Regions from separate parts of the Mus musculus genome. Here all the other regions are linked to region 1. A link is a contact called in public promoter capture Hi-C data. All regions are on one chromosome and are shown on one strand. The core of a region is the stretch at or near the end of the contact, and the rest is flanking DNA. Distances in the headings are between cores, read along the strand shown.

Region 1 (4,802 bases), core at 613-3,112:
CCTCTCTTCACCATCCAGGGCTCTTTGCTCTGCTTCACAGGTAAGCAGGACTGGCTGAGGAGTGTGAGATCTGCATGCGAGAAAGATATTCCTCAGAGAGTAACTGGAACTTTTCATGAAAGAAAACGGAAAGATGCTCACACCTGTCAAAAGAATATACTTGAAGGAAGGAGAAAATATCATGAAAAATGCCTGTCGTTCTCTAAGGATTTCACTTTACTCTGTGAGATGTAAGACTAATCACACACATAGTGTAGTTTTCCCAGCACCTTGAGGAAGAACAAGGAAGACTGCAAGAAAACTATTCTCACCTAGAGAAACCAGACTGCTATACTTCTCCAACTGGAGATCTCTGTAAAAGCCCCGTGAGTAAGGTCTAGGCCTTCACATTCCTCCTGCACCAAGTCCACCTTCACAGCCTTGAAGATCAACAGATCCTTAAATAAAAAAGTAAAACAAACAGTGACAAAAAGCAGACAACAGTTTGGCCACATGTGCAAGGGCAGAGTGCTTTTTGTGAAACAAGGAGTCATTCATTACTCTGATTCCAGTGAGCGAATACAATTATTGAAACGATGCTTTCTAATTTTAGTTTTAATCTAAACTGAGTTTGCTGACTATAAAATCATGATTACACATTTCTGAATTGTGTATTTACACTCCAAATACTGTATTTATAGAGTGCTTACATCTCAAGACAGAAAATTAACAGGGAGTAAAATTTGCTTAGTAAACATTAATGTTTACAGCAGTAACTTTGGCATTTAATAAAGTACTGCTATGGGTAGCTGGCCAGAGATGACCACTCAAACAGTTTATAGCCCACTCAAAGTCTTTATTCCAGCCGGTTGAGACCACACCCAAGTGTTCAGGGACCTAAGTGTTTCTGTGAATGTCCAAAACATAGGGGTTTTAAGGGCAGGGACCTCATCCAGGCATCTTGCATAGCAGCTGCTGGGGCCATTCTGCAGAGTAAGTAGTTTGAAGCAAGCAGTTTTTAACAGTAGCTAAAATAGGAGGTTAGCCATCCTGATGGGAGGTTCCAGCACACCAGCAGCTAGGATCTAAGGTTGACTGGAAGAGGTTACTCAAAAACTTTAATCAATGGCTAAGTATGGTAGGTTAGCTAGGACATCCTGACCTAGAATAGAGTTGGGTCGTTTTTTTCATGGGATTCTCCATCAAGAAAATAATTTTTTAGTTAACCCTGGAAACGGTCTCAGCAGGAATACAACAAGATGGAGGAACCGCTACACTGTTTTGCTCTGTCACAGTGTATATTCTGATTCTATCAAATCTGCACTGGTTCTTCATGCGACTAGTATCTACAAAGCTTTCTGCTGTGCTTAGTCCCAGGGGCAAAGGACAATCTCTGAAATAGGCAAGTAGTAGAACACAGAAGTTAGAAAAAAGCATGCATGAATTTAAATTCCAGCAGCTTTGTAACTATTACAAAGCAATGAGAAGCCTGCTTGCAGACAACAGATGATGCAAATGCTCTAGCAGATTATTTTATGAAAATATTCTGGCCAGCATAAGATAAATGCAAAAATGACGATAAACCCCTGTTCATATGATTTCAATCTTCCCGACAATGGTAGGCTATCCATGGTTAAAAGATTATCTACTACAGAATTGTGAGAGCGGCTTCCTTTGAGCAGCCTCCACCCTTGCTCCCGCCCGTTTCCCAGCCCCGCGGCTCCTCTGACCTGGGCGTTCTATGGCTGCCGGGCTGAGGCTCAAGCTACAGCGCTGTTGACTAATGACTTTCTCAGGACTCCTCTCGCGGCACCTGTGGATGCCTGGAATTTTCACGCCCTCCTAGAGAAGCCCGTGTCCTCCACCCCGGATTCCGGACCTCGCAGCTTCCCCGGTCCCTCAGTGAATGGTGAATTTTTCTGTCACTCTGTGCAGGCTCCTTGGAGCACCGCCCTAGCTCCGCCCACCACACGCTGGTTCCGGTTACGTGAGGGTTTTTTTTTTTTTTTTTTTTTTTTTTGTAAGCCCACCCCTCCCAAGCTCTTCTCTTTCTTTCTTTCTTTCTTTCTTTCTTTCTTTCTTTCTTTCTTTCTTTCTTTCTTTCTTTCTTTCTTTCTTTCTTTCTTTCTTTCTTTCTTTCTTTCTTTCTTTCTTTCTTTCTTTCTTTCTTTCTTTCTTTCTTTCTTTCTTTCTTTCTTTCTTTTTTTCCAAGTCTATCCGATTGTTTTCGTTTTTAAAAACTTCCTCGCCTTCTGATCAGGCGAGTATCCCCGCTCCGCGGAGGCAGGTCCCTCCTAGTCAGTATTGGACAGCCTGTCACACAGCTCTAGCTGTCAGGCTGCGCTGCACACGCTCAGCACAGTCCCACCCACCCACCTACCAGGCTTGCTGACAGCTAGACCAGAACTGGATCTAGTCCGCTGCACCCAGGTCTGACCCAGACCGTGGCTTCTGAAGTCTTCAGATAGAAGTTATTCTGCCTAACTTTTCATCTTGAGATACTAGCCTTCTGGACTACAGCAAAAAGGAATCAGCCGACACCCTAAATTCTGACTTTTGTTCCGCTCCCAACATTATAGTAAACCTAAGGTTAAAATGCCCTTGACCTAAAACAGACAAACAAACAAACAAACAAACAAACAAAAAACCCAAAACAAAACAAAACAAAACAAAAAAAAACTATAGCTGTGTCCTTTAAGGAAAACACTGTAAGTGGTATCTTAAAGATACATAGCTCAAAAACCAAGAGTCAAATTCAAGGAGAACAAAGCAGGTTGAGCATGTAAATGAACTAAAAAAAGACAGGAACAAAATGATTTGTTGGGGGGAGGGGGCAGATAGCAAATGCTGATGGAAATGAGGACGACTTAAGATATGAAGATTGAATTCAATAAGTAGCTAGAAACATCGAAAAAGTCCAAACTGAAGTGAAGCAAGAAATCAAAACTGCAATGTCTAATAATAACTCAGAACAGGTAGGAGACAGAATATCAGGCTTGAAGACAAAGTACGGGAGCGGGATGTCTCAGTCAAAGGAAATGATGAATTAAAAGAAAATACACAAGTAGCACTGTTTAAAGGCAGAAGTGAAATTTAAACTGTGCATCCAACACTTATATGAAATAATTTAAATTTTAGACATTAACAACTCAATCTGGAGAGCTTTACTGGGAAGCTGGGTAATTATTTTCATAACTATGCAAATTGGAGTGACACTGAAAAGCCATCTGCATCCTTCTCTCACAGACCTTCACTATTACCAGCCAAACATCTAAAATTTTAACTTGGGGGAAGACATTTGAAGAACTCGGGATTTTGAAAGGAAATAGATGTCTCAGGAAGTTGATGGTCAGTTAGCCCAACTAACAAACTAGAACTGAATTCATATCATATTGCACACTACGGCTTTCTCCACATGATGGTGACTTTGCCGTTTTGCTAATTCTCAACAGGGGGAAGGAAGGAGGGAGGGAGGGAGGGAGGGAGGGAGAGAGACAGAGAGAGAGAGAGAGAGAGAGAGAGAGAGAGAGAGAGAGAATTGTTAGAAGAATGATCTAGGATTGAAATGAAGTTCAGAATGAGAGGGTGCACTAAGTGAAATATATCATGTGAAAGGGACATCACCATCATCGTCATCGTAGATATCACATCAATCTGTACTTTCATTTTGAGTCTTCATTTTCTATGCTATGTAACACTAGCTTCATAAAGAGTCTAGACATCTTGTTTCCCTTTTAACTGAAGGAATATTATAAGTAGCTTCAGAATCAGTTATTCTCTGGAGTTTTGACAGAATTCTTTGATGAATCAATCTGTTTCTTGGTGTTCCACTCCCCCCCCCCCAGAGGGTGTACATTTACTACTGCTTCACTGTTGATGTTGCTTAAATATCCACTTATTTATTTATCTCATGTTGGTATAATTTTGGTATGTGATTTGAGCCAGGATATCTGTTTATTTCCTTTAGAGTTTCCAATGTAGTTGCCTTGAGGCCTTTAATGTCATTAGGCACAATATATGCTTGTACAGTCATGTCTTCTTATTAGATTGTGCAGTTACTTTGGGTACTTCTCCAGTCATGTTAGCAAATATTCCACTATAAATAGCTTTGGAGACTAGGCAGACAAATCTTCTTTAAGATTCCTTTTCACCTCAGTTAGAATGAACCTCATTTGGATACATAACAAATTCTGACAAGAATGTTAGGAAAGGGACGCTATTATACACTGCTTCTGGGAACAGAAACTAGAGCAGCCACTTAGGAAAACAATCTAGATATTTCTTTAAAATCTAGAACTAAAACTAGCATATATACTACAGTGTTTAGCCATTTACCCACAGATTATCTCCTGATAGTTACCTGCAATTCTCTGAGTACACCCATGCCCCATCTACATAGGCTAAGGAAAATAGAATTCGCTATTACCTGTTTCTTTAGATATTCTAGCTAAAAATAAATAAATAAATAAAATTGTCATAATTATCATGAGGACCAGTTTTCTCTGGTGTGTTCTGGGGTTCAAGCTGTGCTGGTATGATTGTGACACATTAAGAGGCATCCCAATTCTGCAAGGAGGTGGGAGCTTACACACACAGATGCAGAACTAGGGTTTTGTCTTTAAAGCACAGGGTTCTGAGCATGTTCATTTTTCAAATGACAGGACTATTTGTTTCTCATTTTCATAAGTTTGCTGTTTCTCTTGGGAATGCAAGAGAGAAAGAAAGAAAGAAAGAAAGAAAGAAAGAAAGAAAGAAAGAAAGAAAGAAAGAAAGAAAGAGAAAGAAAGAGAAAGAAAGAAGAGAAAAGGAAAGAAAGAAAGAAA
Region 2 (4,802 bases), core at 1,045-3,544, 970 kb before region 1:
TGTAAAATACCAAAATCACAGAGACATTTTTAAATATAGACAAATCATTCCAAAAATTTATAAAATGAGAAACCACAAAAAATTTTAAATATATGAGAGAAGTATCAAACCCAAGGGTGATTTCAAAGTATATTAAAATTATAGCAATGCAAATCTTGCAAAACCAACAAGAAGACAGACTACAGCAGGTATCAGTGGGAAGGTAATATAGACAGAGTTTAATACTATGCAAAGTTTCTAAACAAATCTTATCAAAATCTTGCTGGCATTATTTTAGGGAACTGAGAAATTAACCATAAAAGATAGAACAACTGAAAGGAACTACACAATGCTCCAAAACTCCATGAGCAGAAAAAAAAACTAACAGGCATCAAGTGTTCTGACTAAACAATACATTAAAATTGTAACAAAGAAAATATTTAATACTGGTAAAAAGATATGATTAGGGATGTGAATGGGAGGGGGACAATATCCCTCACATACAAACCAATTAAATTACATGTGCCTCTGTGAATTAATTCTTCCATAAAAGGTCTTCTAAAAATTACAGTGGGAATATTCTGATGTTATTCTCACTGCAATTATCTAGAAATATTTAGAATGAAATAGAATCTGGCAAAACAAATCTCATGTCCTCTTTGTACTGGGACTTGAGCCCCTCCCCATCCCTTCTTCATTCTCTCTAACATACCTGGATCCTTTGCTAGTTTCCTCTCTTCACCATCCAGGGTTCTCAGTTTCACAGGTGAGCTGAACTACCTGATGAGTGTGATACCTGCACAAGGGAAAGAGTCTTCAGAAAGCACCCAGAACTTTTCATGGAACAAAAATAAAGGATGCCTAAAAAAGGATAAACATGAAGGAGAGAGAAAATATCAGAAATAAAAATGTCTCTTTTCCTCTAAGCATGTAGGCTCAGACACATGAACAGTCATTCTCCCTTGAACTCTGAGGAAGAGCTAGGGAGACTTCAGGAAAACTATTGTCATTAACAGAAACCAGACTGCTGCACTGTCCAAAAGAGATCTCTGCCAAAAGCCCTGTCTGCAGGGTCTAGGAATTCCCATTTCTCCTACTAGAAGTCCACAGACACAGCACTGAATGATAACAAACCCTAAAGTAAAAAACAACAGCTTGGCCACCTATGTGAGGGCAAAGTGCTTTCCTTCAACCAAAGAGACAATTTTCTGATACAGGGAAGTGATCATAATTATTCAAAAGATGTTTTCTAAAACTTTATTTTAATCTATAGTCTGGTTTAAGAGACTGCAATATTGGGCTTGCCTGGACCCAAGGAGTAACATAAGAACTCAGCATATGAAGACATATTTCTGAATGTTTTACTTACATCCTAAACTGCATACAATTCTGATTAAAAAGTTCATGGCCACTAAAAAGTCTGCTTAGTAAATATTAGTGTTTACACCCATAACAGTAGGGCTCGATAAACTATATTTTTGGTTCAATAAATGGGCACTGTTTCCTCATATAATATTATATGCAAAGCTCTCTGTGGATGCCTATTAACCGGGCCAAAGGCATTCTCTTGAACAAGCAATTAGTAAAACAAGGCAAGAAAGCAAGAACAAATTTACTTTCCACTATCTTTGTAATTGTCATATTAGGAAATAGATAATGCAACCGCTCTATAACAAGTTTTTTTTTCTTCGTGTTTTTATTGGTTTTTTTTTTTTTTTTTTTTTTTTTTTTTTTTTTACATTTCAAATATTATCCCCTTTCCAAGTTTCTCCTCCACAAACCCACTATCCCCCTGCCTCTATGAGTGTGCTCCCCCACCTACCCACTCACTTCTACCTCAGCGCCCTAGCATTCCCCTACCCTGGGTCATTGAGCCTCTACAGGACCAAGGGGCTCCCCCTCCCAGTGATGACCAATAAGGCCATTTCCTGCTAAGTGTGCAGCTGGAGCCATGGGTCCCTGCATGTCTACTCTTTGGTTGGTGGTTTAGTCCCAGGGAGCTTAGGTTGGGGCGGGGAGGGTGTTCTGGTTTACCAGTGATTTTATGACTGAATATTCCAGTAATTGTAAAATACATTTTTAAAGAATCACGATAAATCCCAGGTCACAGGATCTGAAACTTCCGGTCAGTGGTAAGAAACCAATGACAGAACTGTGAGAGCGGCGTCCTTAAGAGCAGCTGAGGAAAACACCCCGCTGCTCCGCTCCCTCCCGTTTCCCAGCCCCGCAGCGCCTCTAACCTGGGACCTTTCGGGGCCGCCGGGCTGCTGTGCCAACAGTTGCACTGCCGACTGCCGCCTCCCCAGGCCCTCCGCCACGGAAATGCTTCTGAGGAGACTTTTCCGGGTCCAGAGACAGCTAGGACGCAGAAACCGAAAGGTAGAAAGTTGATTGGTGGAAGTTCCTGTCACTCCGGCCTGGATCTTAGGAGCTGTTCTCCTAGACCCGCCCAATAAACCATACTTAGGGTCACGTGGTTCCCCCAAACACTTTGTGAGCAAGCGCTTTCTCAACCTTAATTTTTAATACTTTTTTTCCTGTCTGGTCAATGTCCTGGTCTTGCCTTTATCCCTGCCCCGGGGATTCCATTCCCTCCCACTCAGTCATTGGCTTCCTGCCTCACAGCTCCACCTGTGGACCTGCTCTGCACAACCTCCCTGCTGCTTGCTGACAGACTAGGAAAAACTGGTTCTGTATGATGCTGCACTCTGACATCTGAGAGGTAGTTCTGAAACCCTCAGATAATAAATAGGCAGCCCAACTTCTTAGCTTGGGACGCTAGCCTCCTCGGCTACAATCGCACAGCAAAATATAACCTAGGCGTTAAATTCCTTTTCTTTTTTTTTTTAAAGTATAGAATAGAGTTTATTTAGGGCATGCGGATGGGAGTTAAGAGAGTAGTAGAGGCAGAGAAAGACAGAAGGAGAGAGTAGGTAAGTGGAGGCTGGCCATGCCCTCCTGGAAAGAGGGTGGAAAGGAATGGAGGGCAGGGAGAGGCACTAGGGAGGTAGAGGCAAGGGAGACAAGAGTTTAAGAGATAAATTCCAATTTCTTATGTTGCACCCCAACACACAATACTAAAAATGACTCACAAAGTTTGGCTTCCTTCCAAACCATGTATCAAAGCATACATGAAGTATAAGAGGGACCACTGAGATGAAAATGTGGATAAAGACAGATGGGACAGAGAATGATGGGAGGGTGCTCTGCAAGCTCTCTGGGGAGCTCCAGGGACAAAGGTCACTCTGTAGAAACAAAAGCTGTATAACAGGGTAGTGGAAAGCACTGATAAAGTTAAACTCCAAGATATTTGTCATGGCCACAATAGCAAAGAAAATAGATAATGCAAATAGTTTGCACAAATATTTTCCTATAAATTGTCTGACAATCATAACATGAATGAAAACACCAGCGTCAGCCCCAGTTCCTGTAAGCAAAAATACAGTGATAGTACAACAGAATTTTGATAGCCAGGAAAAATAAAATGCCTTCTGATCTGAGTTTATACTACTTAAAATTCCATGCAGATGGGATTCATGGATTCGGGATCAGAATGGTAAGGAAAATGGACATGGTAATACTTGAATTCTCACGGGAAAGGGCATTCATTTTATCACTCTGGTCTGTAGCTCAGAATCTGGTACTTGGGTAAGGAATGCATTGAATATATAGATTTCTGTTGGTAGGATGGCCAATTTTACTATGTGAAGCCTCCTCATCCACAAGCATGGGAGATCTTTCCACAGTCTAGTATATTCTTTAATTTCTGTCTTCAAAAACTTGAACCTTTTATCATAGAAGTCTTACAATTGTTTGCAATGTGTTGTGGAAAACATATAATCTCAACTGTTGTTTCTACCCAGGTTTTGATCATTCACTTCCAAGGTAAAAGACATACACAATCTTCATAATATGCCTTTATCAGTGCTAGAACTAGGAATGTATATATCATCTGTGCTATTACTGTGTCTATTTCCCAACTATTAATCCCACTATATTTTGCCATGTTTCATCAGGGCTGCTTTGAACTCCAATTGGCCAGTCAACATGGCCATTGTTCTAAGACTCTTAGCCCATGGTGGCTTCCTCTACTTCCACCTTCTTTCTCCCCAGGGTTCTTCTCTGACACACCTCCCCACCAAGTCTCTTTCTCTTCTGCCCATCTCTTAGCTGTAGGCATCTTTATTCACCAATCAGTGATCACTTTGGGGGCAAGGATGAAGTGTATCACTTGAGTACCTGCAGAATCTCTGATCCCTAGGAGGCAACCAGGCCTTGGGCCACTATTTAGCATTACAATATGAGCAAAACACAGAGCCTCAACAGCATAGAGTTAACATCAACATACTTTATATATTTTTGAGGCTACTGTGAAAGGTGTTGTTTTCCTGATTTTTTTCTTTATTCAGTTTGTCATTTGTATAATGGAAGGCTATTGATTTTTGTGCATTAATTTTGTATTTAACTACTTTGAGGAAGGTGTTTATGAGTTATAGGAGTTTCTTGGTGGAAATTCTTGGGTCACTTATGTATACTATCATATCAATTATAAATAGGGTATTTTTAATTCTTTCTTTGCCATCCAAATTGTGTCTTATTAATCTCCTTCAGCTGTCATACTGCTCTAGCTAAGACTTCAAGTACTATGTTAAATAGAGATTTTACTGGAATTGTTTGAGTTTCTTTTCATTTAATTTGATCTTGGTTCTAAGGTTGGTGTAATCTGCCTTTATTATGTTCAGTTAAGTCTCCTGAATCTTTTATATTTACAGGACATTTATGGAGAAGGGGTGTTCTATTTTGGCAAAGGCCATTTCTGCATG
Region 3 (4,802 bases), core at 1,475-3,974, 530 kb after region 1:
CATGCCTCTGTCTGTGCCATCGCAGTATGGGTAGAGGTGACTCCTGACTTAACCAGCAGCTGCTCTTGTCTTGACTGATGCAACCCGTGGGCCCATTTTGCATCAATGGGAGAGAACTCTTACACTAGAGCAGTGGTTCTCAGTCACCCTACAGCTTCAACCCTTTAATACAGATCTTCACGTTGTGGTGACCCCCAACCATAGAATCAATATTGTTGCCACTTCATAACTGTAAATGTTTTACTGTTATGAACTGTAATGTAAATATCTGTGTTTTCTGACGGTCTTAGGCAACCTCTGTGAAAAGTTCTTTAGATAGCTTCAAATGGGTCTCGACCCTCAGGTTGAGAACTCTAGCGGCTCTCACCTCTACTGATCAAAAGCACTAAACCAATCAACTGTCCCTCTGCTGCTGCTCCATGTCAACTTTCACTTTCTAAATCAAACTTTTGCTTTCTGGCCTTCTGTTTTTTGTTTTTGTTTTTGTTTTTTAAAAAAGACAGGGATGGTGAGATGGCTCAGTGGGTAAGAGCACCCGACTGCTCTTCCGAAGGTCTGGAGTTCAAATCCCAGCAACCATATGGTGGCTCACAACCATCCGTAACAAGATCTGACTCCTTATTCTGGAGTGTCTGAAGACAGCTACAGTCTACTTACACATAATAAATAAATAAATCTTTAAAAAAAAAAAAGACAGATAAGACCATGAACCTGGGCAGAAAAGCACAGATCTCTCTGGTCTGCCTCTCCTCTAACAAAAGCAGTTCACATATATTTTCTCAGTTGATGCTCGTTTCTTCCAGCAAGGAGGAGCTATTATTCATTTTACACATGTGGAGACTGGCAGAGCAACACTACAGCCTTTAGTTCCCTCACAGGATGTCTGTCCACTTACCTGTAACTGCTGTTAATCTATATTTACTAGGTGTCTAGTGCAGCCTTCTCTGCAGAGTGAGATGTTTTCTGATGTATGCCACTGAAATAAAATGCTTTTATTTCTCCCTGTAGCGCTGGGGATTGAACCAAGGGCTTCACACCTGCTAGCTGACAGCCTAGCCTTTCTACTTCTTCCCTAGTTTCTTTATGAGACAGGGTTCAAATTGATAAAACTGTGCCGGGTTTTGAGACAAAGTCTCACTATGTAGCCCAGGCTGGCCTAGAACTTCTGATATATATCAGGGTGGCCTCAAACTCAGAGATTACCCCTGCCTCAGCCTCCCCAGGTCTTCAGTGTTGGGATTACAGAGCTATACACCACTTTACCCAACTTTTACTTAGTGGTTTATCTGAGGACAGGCATCTTGTTTCGTTTTTTTGTTTTGTTTTGTTTTAATTGAGTTTTCTTTTTCTTTCTTTCTTTTTTTAAGATTTTATTTATTTTATGTATGTGAGTACACTGTAGTTGTCTTCAGGCACACCAGAAGAAGGCATTACAGATGGCTGTGAGCCACCATGTGGTTTCTGGGAATTGAATTCAGGACCTCTGGAAGAACAGTCAGTGCTCTTAACCACTGAGCCATCTCTCCAGCCCCAGGAATATTGTTATAGTACCCACTGGCCTCCAATTCCTAGGCTCATGTGACCTTTCTGCCTCAGCCGCCTCTGTGCTTGGGGTATAGACATGTACCAGTGCAGTTTTTTGTTTGTTTGTTTGTTTTGTTTTGTTTTGTTTTTTGTTACTGTGTGTGTGTTAGTGTGTTTTAATCATTATGAATTAGACTTTGAGGAATAAATGGTTGGAAGAAGGGGAGGCCTGTCCAGAAAACGGAGCTGGCAGAAAATAGCTCTAAATAGTTGGAGAGGGACCTGTCTAGGGTTCTCAACAAGGACTAGACCAAGTCACAACTGTTCTGGCTCTCAAAGTCACTAAAGCAAAGGGAAGGGCTTGGAGGTGGGCGGTACCCCAGCTCTTGATCTCAGGCTTAAGTAGGGCCTGGCCTTCCTTCCCACTGTTGTTCCAAGAGATTGCAGGAGCATTTTAGAGAGATTGGCTATAAAGCATGATTTTTCACTTCTAGTTGAAATCAATAAAGGTCCCTTTCTCCATGAAGCAAGCTCCACCCCACTTTGTTCTGTGCAGACCTTCTTTAAAGAAATTGTCCTAGGTTCCTCGGCTCCACGTTTAGAAGAAAAGTGACAACCCATCATGTACCAGAGGTTGTGAGGCCAGGAAGTGACTGAGAGGAGTCAGTTGAGCACAAGGTTCTGAGCTAAAGGATGTAAGAATCGGCCTCAGACAGCCTATTTACAAGGAGACTCCACCGTCTTAGAACAGGCGCTACCAATCGCTATCCTGGGATGATGAAGACCGGTGTCTGAATATGCATAAGATTATAAGTAGTGGGACATTCGCTTGTGCTGTCCCCAGTGGCAACTCCTTGAGGAGATGCCACTTGGCTGCAGGGCCCTTACCTGCCCCTTTTATGGACACGAATATTAAGGCAGCCAATAGAGAGCAGCTGGTGTGGGGACCATAGTGTGAAGGCCGACAAATACCGACAGAGAGGGGCCAAGGATCGTTCCCGCCGCAATAGGCCTCGAAGAGTTGCGTCTGCGCAGTGAGAGCGCTCCGGCAAACTTCGGAGGCGGGGAGACCTCGGTGCGCACGCAAGACGCGAGGCGGGGCCAATGCCCCGGGCGCTAGACCCGCTGCACCAGGCGGGGGCGGGACCACGGGCGAGCCTGGGCGGGGCCTCGAGGCCGGTTTGGAATTTTTGGCGCGAGCTGGCTCCGCGCGCGTTCACGGGCGGTTCCCCTTCTTGGAGGGTGCTTCGTCCCGGTGTCCAGAGGCCCCGCTGCCCGACCCCGGCCTGCCTGGCCTCTGTGAGGTCCCCAGCGGCCCCCGCCGACCCGGAACCTGGGACCTCGCTGCTGCGCCACGCTGCGCCACGCTGCGCCACGCCCAGCCTCCCCAGGTGAGCCCACACCCGGGTGAGATCTCCCGGTTGCGCCGCTCTTCCGCCGGCGCCCTGGCCCGCGCTCCTGCCGCGCTGCGCCCCGCGACTGCCCTCCGGCCTCTTCTCAGTATCCGGTCACCCCCCCACCCCCCTGCAGCAGCCCCACCCCTCCGTGTCTGTCACGGGCCGGACTAGCCCTCGGATGACTCCAGGTCAGCGCTGTCGCCCACGCCCCGCCTACTCCCGCGGGTCCCCTGTCCCTTCCCATTGGGCGCTCCTTTTCCAGCACTGCCTCTCTTTCTCCCGCGGCTCTCTGGGAAGAGCCCCTCCACCCCCGGGTGACAGCCTGTTTACGCAATGGTTTGTCAGAGTTCCCCCTCGCCTACCGAACGGATTCAGCAGTGGCCCTGCACGGGAGAAACTCACAGTCTAACGCTAGATGGTGGTCAACAGATGGGTACAGCTCAGTAAGAGGGTGAGGTCCCTGGAAACCCAGTGGCTCAGGGACACTCTGTACTCAGCCGGGACTCCACTACCAACCCTTCTCACCCCATAAAAGCTGTTTGACCAGGCCAGAGGTATTAGAATGTAAATGACCAGTGATGTTGAAATGAAAATGGCATTGAGAGGGAATGGTCTCTCTGGCTGAAACAGAAGGTGATGGACTCCCAGGTGCTAGGCATGGAGACTGTATTCCTTCTTCCTTTAAAAAAAAAAAGTTTTTACTCTTTTTAATGCATGTGTATTTTTGTCTGTTTGTGCCTAGTGCCCACATAGGTCAGAAAAGGGTGTCAGATCCCTTTGGAATTGGAGTTACAGACGCTTGTGTGTCAGGGAATCAAACCTGGTCCTTTGGAAGGGCAGCAAGTACTCTTACCTCCCCCACCCACGTCCCCTTCAAGACTGTAGGTTTAATTAACAAGCATGATCGTGGATCCTTACAGAAGACCTGGGATGGGATTTGTTTTTTTTTTTCTTAGGGTGGGCATCAAATGCAGGACGCTGATGGTGCCAGGCATGTACTCTATCACTAAGCTAAAGGCCACCTCTGGGATGGGATTCTTGAAGTAAATAGATCCATAACAAGAGGGCCTTCCAGCAAGCCTCTTAAGTACTTAACCTAAGTAGTAATTTGATCTAGCTACTACTAGAGGTTAGGTGTGGCTCCTTTGATACATTGTGGCTTCCCCTAAAATGGACACTTTCTATTGCTTTTTTGCCTTTGTTTCAATTACAACATTGGAGCAACCCAACACCCTCTTTTGCCCCAAGGGGCACAAAGATACTGACACCAGGGCACTACTATACTTGAGTCATTTCAACTATTATCTAAAGCACTGATTAAGAAAGACAGCAGTTAGCATTTATGTCTTAAGTCCTTCAGCGTTCTGTATGTCTGTGCAGAGTTGCAGCTCCACAAACTCCTGGTGCCAGGTGCTCTTCATAATTCAAAATATCCCAGATTTAGGACCTGGAGTTATAGTAATAAGTCAGTTGGTTTAGCATTTGTCTAACATGAATCATGTCCTGAGTTTGATATACAGCACTGCATAAACTAAATGTAGTAGGACATGTCTGTGATCCTAGTTCCCTGAAGGTGGTGTCCGGAGGATCAAAACCTCACAGTTTTCCTTGGCTGCACAGTGAGGGAGCTTGAAGACAGCCTAAACTAGAGACACTGTCTCAAAAAAATAAAATAAAATACATCTCAGATTTAGAAAGCACAGATGAACCGGGCGGTGGGGGCGCACGCCTTTAATCCCAGCACTTGGGAGGCAGAGGCAGGTGGATTTCTGAGTTCAAGGCCAACCTGGTCTACAAAGGGAGTTCCAGGACAGCCAGGGCTACACAGAGAAACACTGTCTCGAAAAACAAAACAAAACAAAACAAAAAACAAAAAAAGAA

Evidence for each region. Promoter capture Hi-C pulls out the DNA fragments that hold promoters and counts their contacts.
Region 2: a promoter capture Hi-C map of embryonic stem cells shows a contact between it and region 1, with 6 times the contacts expected there. The contact joins the promoter of Zfp994 here to the promoter of Zfp40 in region 1. A contact is called at or near these places in 2 of 39 promoter capture datasets (embryonic stem cells and hippocampal neurons), 1 of 115 datasets of contacts at active chromatin or transcription factors (astrocytes) and 3 of 9 other capture datasets (adipose tissue, liver and pancreatic islet).
Region 3: a promoter capture Hi-C map of cranial neural crest shows a contact between it and region 1. The contact joins the promoter of 1520401A03Rik here to the promoter of Zfp40 in region 1. A contact is called at or near these places in 9 of 39 promoter capture datasets (the 3T3-L1 cell line, 3T3-L1-derived adipocytes, cranial neural crest and 4 more).

The regions. Positions count from the first base shown.
Region 1 is chr17:23,191,366-23,196,167 of GRCm38.p6, forward strand. It overlaps Zfp40 (zinc finger protein 40), which reads right to left and starts at 1,863. Exons shown (of 6, transcript NM_009555.2): 1 at 1,710-1,863; 2 at 312-437; 3 at 1-70. The coding sequence starts at 14.
Region 2 is chr17:22,223,320-22,228,121 of GRCm38.p6, forward strand. It overlaps Zfp994 (zinc finger protein 994), which reads right to left and starts at 2,295. Exons shown (of 5, transcript NM_001205095.1): 1 at 2,220-2,295; 2 at 692-775.
Region 3 is chr17:23,723,727-23,728,528 of GRCm38.p6, forward strand. 1520401A03Rik (elastin) reads right to left here and starts at 2,725. Exons shown (of 41, transcript XM_017317755.2): 1 at 2,413-2,725. Pkmyt1 (protein kinase, membrane associated tyrosine/threonine 1) reads left to right here and starts at 2,610. Exons shown (of 8, transcript NM_023058.3): 1 at 2,610-2,915.